Regions from separate parts of the Sus scrofa genome. Here region 1 is linked to region 2. A link is a contact called in public Hi-C data. All regions are on one chromosome and are shown on one strand. The core of a region is the stretch at or near the end of the contact, and the rest is flanking DNA. Distances in the headings are between cores, read along the strand shown. Region 1 overlaps HPGD (hydroxyprostaglandin dehydrogenase 15-(NAD)). Region 2 overlaps GLRA3 (glycine receptor subunit alpha-3).

What was found. Hi-C and Micro-C count contacts between places; a contact is called where the count stands out from the background.
Region 1: a Hi-C map of liver shows a contact between it and region 2, with 4 times the contacts expected there. The contact joins two enhancer-like sites. A contact is called at or near these places in 3 of 47 Hi-C or Micro-C datasets (liver and skeletal muscle).

Annotation. Positions count from the first base shown.
Region 1 is chr14:15,732,356-15,738,427 of Sscrofa11.1, reverse strand. All of the region lies in intron 4 of HPGD (hydroxyprostaglandin dehydrogenase 15-(NAD)), which reads right to left. It also overlaps the pseudogene LOC110256674. Among named protein-coding and RNA genes, the nearest start is that of HPGD, 17 kb to the right of the region's middle. Within about 2 kb of position 4,082, at least 9 of the 83 cell types and tissues checked have an H3K27ac peak or open chromatin away from gene starts, as enhancers often do. A contact at or near this core is called in liver, where this site is marked.
Region 2 is chr14:15,246,684-15,253,370 of Sscrofa11.1, reverse strand. All of the region lies in intron 2 of GLRA3 (glycine receptor subunit alpha-3), which reads right to left. Among named protein-coding and RNA genes, the nearest start is that of ADAM29, 58 kb to the left of the region's middle. Within about 2 kb of position 2,205, at least 3 of the 83 cell types and tissues checked have an H3K27ac peak or open chromatin away from gene starts, as enhancers often do. A contact at or near this core is called in liver, where this site is marked.

The sequences.
Region 1 (6,072 bases), core at 2,833-5,332, 480 kb before region 2:
GGCACATAACTGAGGCATGGGTGACTCCATTGAAGATTTTGTACCCTGCTCTTGAACGTCAAGGCATATCTGTGGAGAAAGTATTGGCATATCGTCCTCAATTTCCATGTCTTGCCATGTAGAGTTCTTCACATTACTGCCGTCAGCTTCCTTAGACATGGAGCTTTTCCTGTCTTCCTGCACAACTTCAGACTGTGATGTTGACCCAAGTTGAGATTTAGGTGACAAATACGTTTGAATAGCTCCAGTGTTTGCTGGCTTGTTCTTACTTTTCTTTTGCGACTTTGTTGTGACTGGATCAGATTTTTTGGAATTCAAGGGTGATGCCAAGACATTTCCCTCACAGAAATTGTTAATATGAAGGCTTAGCTTTCTTGCCAGCCCTTCATCACTTTTCAGTTGTTCTTCTAACTCCCTTTGCCTATTTTCTGCCTGTCATTTTTTTTTTTTCCTCTTCTTTCTCCTCTGCCAGGAACCTCTGTATGTATTCTTCACTGGCTTTGTCTTCTTCTTCCTCATTGGCTCCTCACTCTGCCTCCACCTTGTTTAGCTCCTCTTCATATTCTCTTCTTAATTCCCCAGGTTTACTTAATAGGCAGGCTGGTTGATAGTCATCAACAATTTCCTCTGATTCTTGCCCAGAGGCTCTAAGCTTGCCTTCTTTTGGATAGTGTTTTTGAATTATCTTCCATAGTTCCATATTGACAAGAGAATTTGTTCGGGCATGGTGCTGGGTCCACAAAGAGACCCAGCGGCAACAGAAGGGACAGAACAAATCTGCCTTTTCGACAGTCCACTGGAAGCATGGTTTACAGAGTGTGTGGTTACAAGGGAGTGTCACAGGCTCAAGTAGAATTTCCGCAAGATCTGGCATTGGCATTCCGACAAGGAAGGGACGGCATCCTTGAGTACAGCTATTTTAATATGCTAAAAAGGCACATTCAGCATCAATACCAGAACTCGGAGATTGGAAACATCAAATAAACGTCTTGAACCAAAAAAAGTTTTCTGCAGGCCAGGTACACGGTACAGCCTTGGAAGGTGGTGTGTTTGTCCATGTTTAAGACAAACGTCCGAAAGGAAAACAAAGGAACCCTGGCTGCTCTCAGCAAGAACAGCCTTGCGGCAGGGCTAAGGGTTGGCTCCGGTTCTCTGGCGCTGCAGGAGGCACGCGCCAGGTTCCCCTTCTTCCTCTTACCAGGCAAGGATGCTCCCTAGCGCTGCTTCCACCCGGACGTGGAGCTTCTGCAGGAGCTGCACTTCTGTTACCATTGCTGTGGGGCCCCCTGCAAGAGCCCTTCTGGGCACTCGGAGCCTGCCCCTTCCTCTCTTCGGGTCAACCCACCCATTTTTTCTGTTTTTAGCCATCACTTCTCTAATATGAGGGAAAAAAGAGAACTAGTGAGAATCTATTTATCTATGTGTGTGTGCAGAAAGCTGACCAGAGTAACTGGTGGACTTCCTCATGTGATTTTCCACACAGTAAAAGCACATTATCTGATGCTGTTTTGTCCCTCAGTCTCAGGTTTCCATTAACCAGTCTCATGTTTGCTTTTCAAGTGTGACATGACATAAAAAGTGGCATAAACTTCCACAAAACAACATCTTCTATAATAAAGATCTTTCCAGAAAGCTAACTCCAATGCACTCCACTAACACTTTCCAGGGATTGTTAATTCCCAGAAAGCTGCCCCCAATGTTCTATCAAAATCCCCCTTTCTGAAAGTTCTTGTCATTGCTTATGCTGTGAGTAAAGGAAACTGAGATGAGCTTTCTCGGCCACTCCAAGAATGTCCCTGAGCATACTAGAGGCTGGCTCCTTCAAGGGTGGGCCAAGGAGCAGCATCAGAAGTGCTGGACCTACCCTATTACTGAGTCAGAATCTGCCTCGAAACAAAGCCCGTAGGTGACATCCCTCATATTGAATTCTAGAAGGTTATTCATTTTCCTAACAGTCTTTTGACCCCCATGGCTAAGAAAGCCTTCATCTTTCCTCCTTTCCTCAAAAGACCAATTTATAGGTATTTACTCTTTCCTATTGATACCCTCTAATGTGTGTCTTCTTAATAATTTTAAGCCATAAAGCAGCAAAAAAAACAGACACCATGTGGACTCTTGTCAGTACTAAATGAGAGGTGGCCCATGTTCTCATAGCCTTTGACATCTGACCAACTAAGACCCAGGTAAAGCAGATTCATCCATTCTACACGATATACACTAAAATACAGCAACATAGAATTGCTTTTATTACCACTGCTAAGTCTCACCCTATTTCCCAAGTTATGCAGCCTGCTGGAGGTGAGATGCTCAACTATACATTGGAGATAATTAAACTGACTTCTGTTGTAGGGATCTGTAAATGTTCAATGTGCTAACATAGAGCCAACAGTTTCTCACAATGCCTAGAACTGGCACTTGCTAGTCCCCCTGTCTTAGAGCAAGAATAGCTGCAGAGGGTTGTACCACATGATTTCCTTTCCTTTTCTTTCTCTCTCTCACCTTCTTTTTTTTTTTTTTTTGGCTTGGAGATGAAGGAAGGGCATCACCTGAAATTTCTGGTCTGTTGTGCTGCTCTTCAGGCAGCGTGAGTCCCTTGCACTTCGCATCATGTCTCTGCTTAGTCTACGCTATGCCAACTATTCAGTTCTGCCATATGACAACAGACACTGACATATGTAGCTCTTGGGGTGGAAACCCTGCCAGTTACTTTCATAGCCCCATTTCCCTTCTGGAAACGTTCAACTTGTTTGGTTAATTTGAATGTGTTACTTAAAACGTGGTAACTTGAGCCCTTCCACTGTGATGCAAACAGCAGGCCAGTTACACTGTTCTACATGCAACTTAGAGCTCAAGTGAGTGTGTCCCTGGGTGGTATTTGAAACACATTAAAAACTATTAGGATTTTCAAGTATTTTCTTGATATGCTAATGTTTTCAATTCAGACCTCCCTGATGTCACTCACACAATGCCACTTATTTCTGAGGCACAGAGAATGCCCCCCCCACTCCCCCCCACCCCCCAACACCAAGACCTCACAAGTCCAGCAGGTGGGAGCAGGGCTGGTGAGCAGACTCCTTTTCCTATGACAATTGCCCTTCCTTGCCAGCCATTTGAAGTAACTAACTATATAAAAATCATCCTTGGAGTTCCCGTTGTGGTGCAGTGGAAACGAATCCACCTAGGAACCCTGAGGTTTCAGGTTTGATCCCTGGCCTCGCTCAGCGAGTTAAGGATCCGGCGTTGCCATGAGCTGTGGTGTAGGTTGCAGGTGCAGCTCGGATGCTGCATTGCTGTGGCTGTGGCTAGGCCAGCAGCTGTAGCTCCGATTAGACCCCTAGCCTGGCAACCTCCATATGCCATGCACGCGGCCCTTAAAAAAAAAAAAAAAAAAAAAAAGAGGCATCCTTGATTCCTGTGGGATGTCTTACGGGAACACAGCTGTTTGATTATCTGCATTAAATCAGACCTCACTCCTCCCTGTAGTTCAACTTTCTGTTTTTCAGTAGTTAAGGATGGGTTCAGCAACATGAGTGCAGATTTGCATATGATGTTTAAAGACAAAAACTCGTACAGAAGAGTCTGTGTGGTTAAGAGGGCTCCAGACCAGAGCATACCTGCCCTCCACACACTTAGGAATCACTCTCCACTTTAACTCCTTTCTATTTGTGAACCTTATTAATTGCATCTGATACTCGGTCTGCGTCAGTGGTCATTACTCATTAACTTCTCTGCCCAAACCAGTGTGTCAACTTAAGGTTTTACTATGACAGTAAATGATTCCACGCAATCCGTGCAAAAGATCATGAGGATGGACTCTGGCTGGGTTGAATATTACCCACTATTCCTCCAACAGAGGGAGAAAAGAGGAAACATCTGTGAGCAAGGAACCTTTGGAAAACACAGAAGAAGCAAGCACTAGGAATACTTCAGCTACGATTTTACTTGTCCATTATACTTCATATAAGCTGAGGAATTTTTTTAATTAAGAAAGAAAGCAATGACTTCCTCTGGTAACTCCGCACAGACATTTTTGGTCCTCTGACCTCTGCCAACATGCTGTGACTTCAAGGGTATAAAACTGCCGACAGTATTTCAGAGCAAAGTGCGAAGGTTTGAGATGTCCGCATTTATCTTCCACTATTACAAAATCCCCAAATGTTTTTCAAACTGATTTCATCATGGGAAGGATAGAAGCCCTTGGTGCATGGATAAAATACAAGACAAGATGTTTTAATACTTTTTTTTTCTGAGATGAGGGCACCTCAGTGTCAAAGCCCGGGGTGGAAAGAGGAGAGCAGGGTCTGTTCAGATGGGCCAGTGGCCACAAGGAAACGGTGTTGATGTCACAGGTAGGGAAGACGGGCGTTATGAAGTCAAATCGAGTATAATGGACAGAGACAAACGACTGAACTATTATCAATGGCGTCACGCTCTGTCAGGAGGAATTTATACCCATTCATTTACATCCATTCATTGTTTTAGCGGCACCATTAGAGAAAGAGCCACACAGCCTTCCTGTTATGGTCTCTGAGATAGGGGAGAAGAAAATTCACATCCAGGGCTGGGCCATGTGACCAAGAAAGCTCTTAGCCAAGAAAGTCCCAGTGGACGTCTAACTGTCAACCCTAAATTGCTCTTGTCCATGGCATGTTTTGACTTGCGATGTTGGTAAGTTCCCCAAAGGTTTCCAGGGCTTTACTCTGTGTGTGTCAAATGAGGCAAAGGCTTAAGGTTTAGTACGTCTAGTAAGTAGTCCTGAGATTAAAGTGGTGCCTGGCAGGCCTGAAGATACTAGCAAATCGTGCTGGCTTCATCAAGCTACAGGAATTCAGTTCCTCTTTACAGTTAGGCTGACTAGACACAGAACGAGAGACAGACAAAGCAGACTGGCAAACGAACCCATAGAAGAGAGAGATACAATCCCCTAAGACATAGGGGATCTCATCTTAGGCTGCTGGCATGAGAATTCTAGCATCACTGCTCCCTTGCTGTGTAAGCTCAGCCAAGATACTTAAGCTCTCCTGGCTTGGTCCCCTTATCTGCAAGTTAGAGATGACATAATCTACTTCCCAGGGTGGTTGAGCATAGTAAGTGAGATATCGCAGACTGGGTGTTTAAAACAGCATCATGAACTCCTAAACATCATGAGCTCAATGAATGTTAATTGTTACTACATATTTAAGTATTTTTATTGGATAAAAGGCAGTACTACATTGTATTTCTCTTTTCATGCTCTTTGGGGCAAGTAAGCCTCTTTTGGTATAGTATCTCTCCCAGGGAGTCTGGAAGCCATCTAGCCTTCCTGAGATTGAAATCAGTGCTTCTACTGATATAAGGTCAAGGGGATCCTTGTACAATGTTCATGGTTCTTCAAGTCTTACCAGCCCTCTTCAATTTCAGAGAGAATTCACGAAACTATCTTTTGATCACCACAGTCTCTTTTTCACATTTGTATGCTTAATAAACTATTACATATTTCTTAATTCCCTCATCATTTCTATATTTTTCTTAGGATTTCATTTCAAAATAGTGTAGATTTTGCCTTGACACTGTGTCTTTAGGCTTTCAGCCTCCCAGAATCTAAACTTTGGCCCTCTCTGGGGCCAAATATCTCTTTTTATTATTGCCTATGCTACCACTTTTTAATGCACTCTTACACTTGCAATGCTATCATTTATAAGTAGATGTCATGTTAGAAAGATTACCAGACACCCCTGAACAATCTATAGAGACAGGTCTATAATAACTCTAGGCATGACATTTTGTCTCGAAGCAACCCAGAAAAATGAGATGCTAGTATATTTTTGAAAACTCCTCAAGAGGGAGCTGTCCAAATTTCCATCTGTGCTAGGATCACAGTGGCTTAAGGATTCACAGAAAGATGAGAAAAAATGCTGAGCCTCAGACACTAATGTGGTCACAGGTATCTTCCAACAGACCCCCCCCCCCCATTGCTGCTAGAGCTGGAGGGTGGGTGTGGGGCAGGGGGAGGAGGTGACACCTATTCTGCTGTTTTCACAGTAACTGAAACCAACCAGATAACTGAAGAAAGCCTCACGCTGTTTTGACTTT
Region 2 (6,687 bases), core at 956-3,455:
GGAAAGGAGTGATGCTTCTGCTTTCCGTGTCCCTGGATCCTTCCACAACTTATCCCTCTGACAAGTATTTTGATGGCATGAGTCAGGGTGCACGTGCAGTGACTGTCAGGGTGTTGGGAAACATGAATCATCCTCCGCCCTTAACAATCCACCCCACCCAGTTCGCTAGGGAGAACACTTTTTCCTGCTTAAGTGATGTGATGGTTAATTTGGGGTGTCTACTTGACTGAGTTATGAAGCACCCAGACACGTGGCCAAACATTATGCTGTATGTGAAAGGGAACCCTAATTCATGTGGCTCTGCTGAAAAGGGATGAAATGGTGTCTTCTTTCCTGCATCTGAGGCAGTCTGTACCTTCTGAAGAATGTAAGCTGTATTATGACGATATTTCCATTCCTTGCCCCTACTCGCATCGATCAGTACTTTTTTTTCTCTTAATATGTAATTTTATTAAATAAAATATACCCACTATGCTATTTGCTTACTTTTGAGTCAAGGAAATTGTGGACCCAAAATGAGAGCAATTAGATGGGTCTTTGTTTTTGATCACTCAGCGTTTGTCTTATTTATTTTCAACGGGACATCATAAACCAAAATATCCTAATTTTTGTTTGGGGCAGCTATGATCAGAAGGATAGTCAGGAGCAAGATCAGAAATACTAAAAATCATTTGTGACATAAGGATAATTATATGAGACAGAAGTATGCCCCATATGTAAATATTTGATAATAAGTATGTAGCAATATCCATTGTTGCTTAAAAAATGATCTAGAAAAAAATTATCATTCTTAGAAAATGCAGTTAGGAAGTTCCCACTGTGACTCAGCAGTAATGAACCTGACTAGTATCCATGAGGATACAGGTAGGGTCCCTGGCCTTGCTCGGTGGGTTGAGGATCAGTGTTGCTTTGAGCTATGGTGCAGATCACAGACATGGCTCAGATCTGGTGTTGCTATGGCTGTGGTGAAGGCCAGCAGCTGTAGCTCCGATTTGACCTCTAGCCTGGGAACTTTCAAGGGTGTGGCCCTAAAAAGCAAAAAAAAAAAAAAAAAAGAAAGAAAATGCAATTATATTTTAACATTAAATTTTAATTTTTTTAACTTTTAAAGGATTTCAGCTCCATTTCATTTGTTCTGTTTCCAAGTAAATAATAATACTAGCCTTTTCTAGTCATTGAATTTTATAAAACATAAAGTAAAATAAAGGAACATTCCTTGAAGGAATGAAGACAACTAGCTTTTACTATTTCCAATCTTTACAATTCCTAGACATGAAACAGATTCTAGCAAACCAATGGAAAGCCTTCATCTACATTACCTTTCCCTTACAGGAGAAAGCTTTGACAATGTTTATCCTTCCAGGGGAGATTTTTTTCCAAGAAAAAATATGTATGCTTGAGAAACATCATTTTGACCATATTTCATCCACCAAATTTAAGTAACTTTTGATTATTCCACTTCTAAAATACAACCTACTTCTATGCTTTTGCTGCCCCTACTAAATGGAAACCATCTAATACCAAAAGAGTATGGTAAAGAGATTAGGAACATGCATGTGTTAATTCTAATTTAATTCTCCATGCCTACACAATTCATTAATTCATAAATCCTGGATTTACTTGTGGCCTTAGTATGAAAAATAAAAATTCATCTTACAAAGAAAAGACATAAGCAAGAGGCATTAACTTTGTTTAAAAAATCTTTTACCTTATAGTATAAATTCTGATGAATTTTCATTCTAGATATTCACTGAACTGGAGTAAATATCTGCATACTGAAGTGAGGCAGCACTGAAAAAATGGTTGAGATATTTTTCTTTCTTTCCAAGAACTTTAAAAATTTTTGCATTCCAATGATAACTTTTTCACATATGCAATTGTCACTATCACTGCCAAATTGTATTAATGGTCAAACCGTAATTATAAAACTGAAAATGAAAGGCAAAAAAGCCAGCATGTATTATTTTAACAGTACTTTCAGAGCCACTCTCCGGAACCAAAATACCAAATTCAGAATGCATCCTCACCTTGAAAAAAGAATAAATGAAAAGAAATAACATGGATGAAATTCAGGAAATGAAAGTGCAAATGGACTTTGAGCTTAGCAGTCAGATGTTTGTTTATAAGGTTATGTTCAGTGATCCAGAACAGTCTGGCTAGAAGCTAATCCCTGGGCTGCACTCACCTCACCTCATCCTTTCTAGAAGCAGCTCGATAGAGTAAAATTGTGTGCCTTTTTCAGAAGCAGAGAGCTGTGTAAAGCAGCAAAGCAGAGTCTTGCCTGTAGGAATGACAAATCAAAGCAATTGCACTGCTTCTAGTTATCTTGGGAGACCCCACAGCACCAGAGACAAGGTATCTCTTCTCAGTACTAACTCAGAGGCATTCCTTTGCAAGAAAGAGAGAGTTCGTTTTGTGCTTTAAGGAGACCTGCTATTAATAATACCCATAAGTACACTAAGACAACCTCCATTTTTATCCAGCCAAGAATATGAAACCAGCTTCCCATTTCTCCAAACATCCATTAACAAAACTATGTTTACTCTAACCCTTTTTTACCACCAGTTTTTCATTTTCCATTTCAGTCTGTCCTCAATACTCATTTGCCAACTGTCCACTTATCTAACATTTTGAAGGATTAGGTGAGTTTTTTTAGATTCCATACTCTCTGAGGTTATAACAGTTACAAGCAATACTAATTGAGTTATTTGTCTTGGCGCTGGGTAGTATCTGGTACTGGGCGATGCAAAGAGAGAGGGACTCATACCTCATGCTGTCTAAATATTTGTCACTTATTTTTCAAAAATCTTGTTGCTTGCTTACCTACAAGGCCTTATTTTCAAGAATATGAGTGTAAAGCAGAGCTGTTTCCAACCAGGTGGCAAGTCTAGGTTAATAATATCATCCCTGTACAAATGGCAGACACAGGAAGAGCAGGATAGATGGTAGTTATTACATGTCATCACTCACATGGTTGGAATTCCTGAGGGGAAAAACAAACATGTAACACAGAGAGAGATGGAATATATCATTCTTTAAAATGCTTTGTACTTCCAAAAAAGGAAGGGAGAGAGAGAGAAGAAAGAGAGAATGGAGAAACAAAAAACAACTTATTGATAATAAACATGGCATGATCTGGCATAGGGATCAGATCTTACATGTTTATCTTTTTTTTTTTCGTCTTTTTTGCTATTTCTTGGGCCTCATCTTCAATATTGATAAATATGAATTTTAAAACTCTAACTAGGCTCAAATTCCAAGTAAACAGCACTATGTCATCTTGATAACCAAAATGGTTAATGCACCGTCTGAAAGCAACGTGGAGAGTAGTGAAAAGTAAAACCTAGCTTGATCTTAGAAACGTCTGAAGATATTCTCTCCAAAATACCGATGCGAATATATGGGTTACATATTTTTGACCAGGGATTTCCTAAGCAGTACCATCCCCGAGCTGCTGCACACAAAGGTAATGTTTAACAAGGTTGTACTAAAAATTAGCACAGTGTGAGAAGGGGTACAGGGAAGAGAATTTAAATTTAGCTCTGAGTGACAAAAAGGAGCCAGTCATGCCAGATCCCAGGGAAGAGCATTTCAGGCATGAGGGAAATTTCTGGAATTGTAGTAAAGTTCCAGGTCTTGATGGAGGCTTGGGTTAATGCATTTGTCAAAACTCAGAGATTCTTCTTATTTTTCCCTGTTGGTGTGACTGATGAATGACTGAGTATTGGTTCATTCATGTCTGTCTTTCCAACTACAATGTAAACCCCATGCGAACAGGGACCTTAACTGGTTTCTTTACCACTGTATTTCCAGCACTAGCACAAGCCATTCAGTTTTTCCTGCACCACTTATTGAAGAGATTGTCTTTTCACCATTGTACATTCTTTCCTCATTTGTATAGATGAAATGACAACAGGTGTGTGGGTTTACGTTTGGGCAATCTGTCCTGTTCCATTGATCTATGTCTGTCTTTGTGCCAGTACCATACTGTTTCAATGACTGTAATTTGTAGTATAGTCTGAAGTCAGGAAGCCTGATTCCTCCAGCTCCGTTTTTCTTTCTCAGGATTGCTTTGGCTATTTGGAGTCTTTTGTGTTTCCAGACAAATTTTAAAATGTTTTCATATAGTTCTGTGAAAAATACCATTGGTAATTTGATAGATATTGCAGTGTATCTGTAGATTACCTTGGTATGTATATTCATTTTGACATTATTGATTCTTCCAATCCAAGACCATGGTGTAGCTTTCTATCTGTTTGCGTCACTTTTGATTTCTTTCATGAGCATCTTATAGTTTTCAGAGGGCAGGTCTTTTGTCTCCATGGGCAGCTTTATTCCTAGGTATTTTATTCTTTTTGGTGCAATGGCAAATTGGATTGTTTCCTTAATTTCTCTTTCTGATCTTTCATTGTTAGTGTACAGAAATGCAAAAGATTTCTGTATATTAGTTTTGAATCCTGATACTTTACTGAATTCCCTAATGAACTTTAGTAATTTTCTGGTAGCATCTTTAGGATTTTCTATGTATCGTATCACATCATCTGCCAACAATGACAGTTTTACTTTCTCTTTCCCAATTTGGATTCCTTTTATTTCTTTTTATTCTCCGATAGCTATGGCTAGGACTTCCAAAACTATGTTGAATAACAGTGGCAAGAGTGGACAGTCATGTCTTCTTCTCTTAGAGGAAATGCTTCCAGCTTTTCACCATCACATATGATGTTAGCTCTGGGTTTATAATATACTGTCTTTATTATGTTGAAGTAGGTTCCCTCTATGCCAACTTTCTAGAGAGCATTAAGTATAAATGGATGTTGAATTTTGTCAAAAGCCTTTCCTGCATCTATTTAGATGATCATATGGTTTTTATTCTTCAATTTGTTAATATGGTGTATCACACTGATTAACTTGTAGATACTGAAAAATCCTTGCATCCTTGGGATAAATCCTACTGAAACATAATTCTATTCAGCTCTCTCAGTGAAAGACATCTTTTTTTTTAAATAACACTCCCCATAATTTTATAGAAAATTATGTAGAATATATAATTGACATAATTAATACTTCTCAAACTGTTTTTTTAATTCAATGATCAAAGTGTTTTGAGATCCTAGCTAGCATATTCCAGGACTAAAGGTTACATAACTTCATTTTGTTCTGAACAGTTTTCTATAAGAAACTTCCTAAAACTGATGAGTTCTCAGACCAAAATATTTTGAGACCCCCTCAGAGGTCATGAAGTGTCCAGGGAGCATGAAAAGCTTATGTTTACTTGGAATGCATATATATCAAAAAGAAAAATGAACTATGTCAACATCATATCAAATAAGAATAAAGAATATTCAGGAGTTCCCATTACAGCTCATCAGTTAATGAACCTGATTAGTATCCATGAGGATGCGGGTTCAATCCCTGTCCTTGCTCAGTGGGTTAAGGATCTGGCATTGTTGTGAGCTGTGGTGTAGGTCACAGATGTGACTCAGATCCTGAGTTGCTGTGGCTGTGGTATAGACCAGCAGTTGTAGCTCCAATTCAAACCCTATCCTGGGAACCTCCACGTCCTGCAGCTGCAGCCCTAAAAAGACATAAAAAAAAAGAGTAAGGAATATTCAGTGCTATTTCAAAACACTAAAAAGCATAGTTACATTTATTACAGTTTTAAATTTAAGAGATTTGCCTATCATAAGTTACCAAAAAAATGGTGTTCTCAAATTATAGAAATTATCCAATCTATTCTAGTTATTATCCATTTTATGGGTTAAAAATATGTATATGACTTACATCAAGGGGACTGCACAGACTTAGTCAAAATAATCAATGCTGTGTGTCAAATGAAGAGGTAAATAAAAGAAATTGCCCAGTTATATCAGTGATGCATTGAAGCCACCTGGCATCTACTCAGGAGAGCAGATTGTACATCTCTTTCTTCAATTCTGTGTTTAGTATCATTAAACTGGTAGCTTGAAATCAAAACTGGCAAATTTTACAAAAGCCCAATAAGTACATTAAAAGTTTCTCAACATCACTAATCAGGAAAATTAAAATCAAAGCCACAATGACATATCACCTCACACCTGTTAGAATGGCTATATCAAAAAGCCAGGAGATAACAAGTGCTTGCAAGGATGTGAAAAAAAGGGAACCCTTGGAGTTCCCGTAGTGGCGCAGTGGTTAACGAATCCGACTAGGAACCATGAGGTTGCGGGTTCGGTCCCTGCCCTTGCTCAGTGGGTTAACGATCCGGCGTTGCCATGAGCTGTAGTGTAGGTTGCAGACACGGCTCGGATCCCGCGTTGCTGTGGCTCTGGCTTAGGCCAGGGGCTACAGCTCCGATTCGACCCCTAGCCTGGGAACCTCCATATGCCGCAGGAGCGGCCCAAGAAATAGCTAAAAAAGACCAAAAAAAAAAAAAGAAAGAAAAAGAAAAAAAGGGAACCCTGTGCACTATTGGTGGGAATGTAATTTGGTGAGAAAAACAGTATGGAGGTTTCTCAAAAAATTAAAAATAGAACTACCACATGATATATCAATTCCACTCCTGGGTATATATCCAAAATAAATGAAGTCACTATCTTGAAGAGACTTCCGCACCTCCATGTTCATTGCACCATTACTCACAATAGTCAAGACATGGAAACAAACTACATGTTCATCAACAGATGAACAGATAAAAGCAAACGTGGCAGA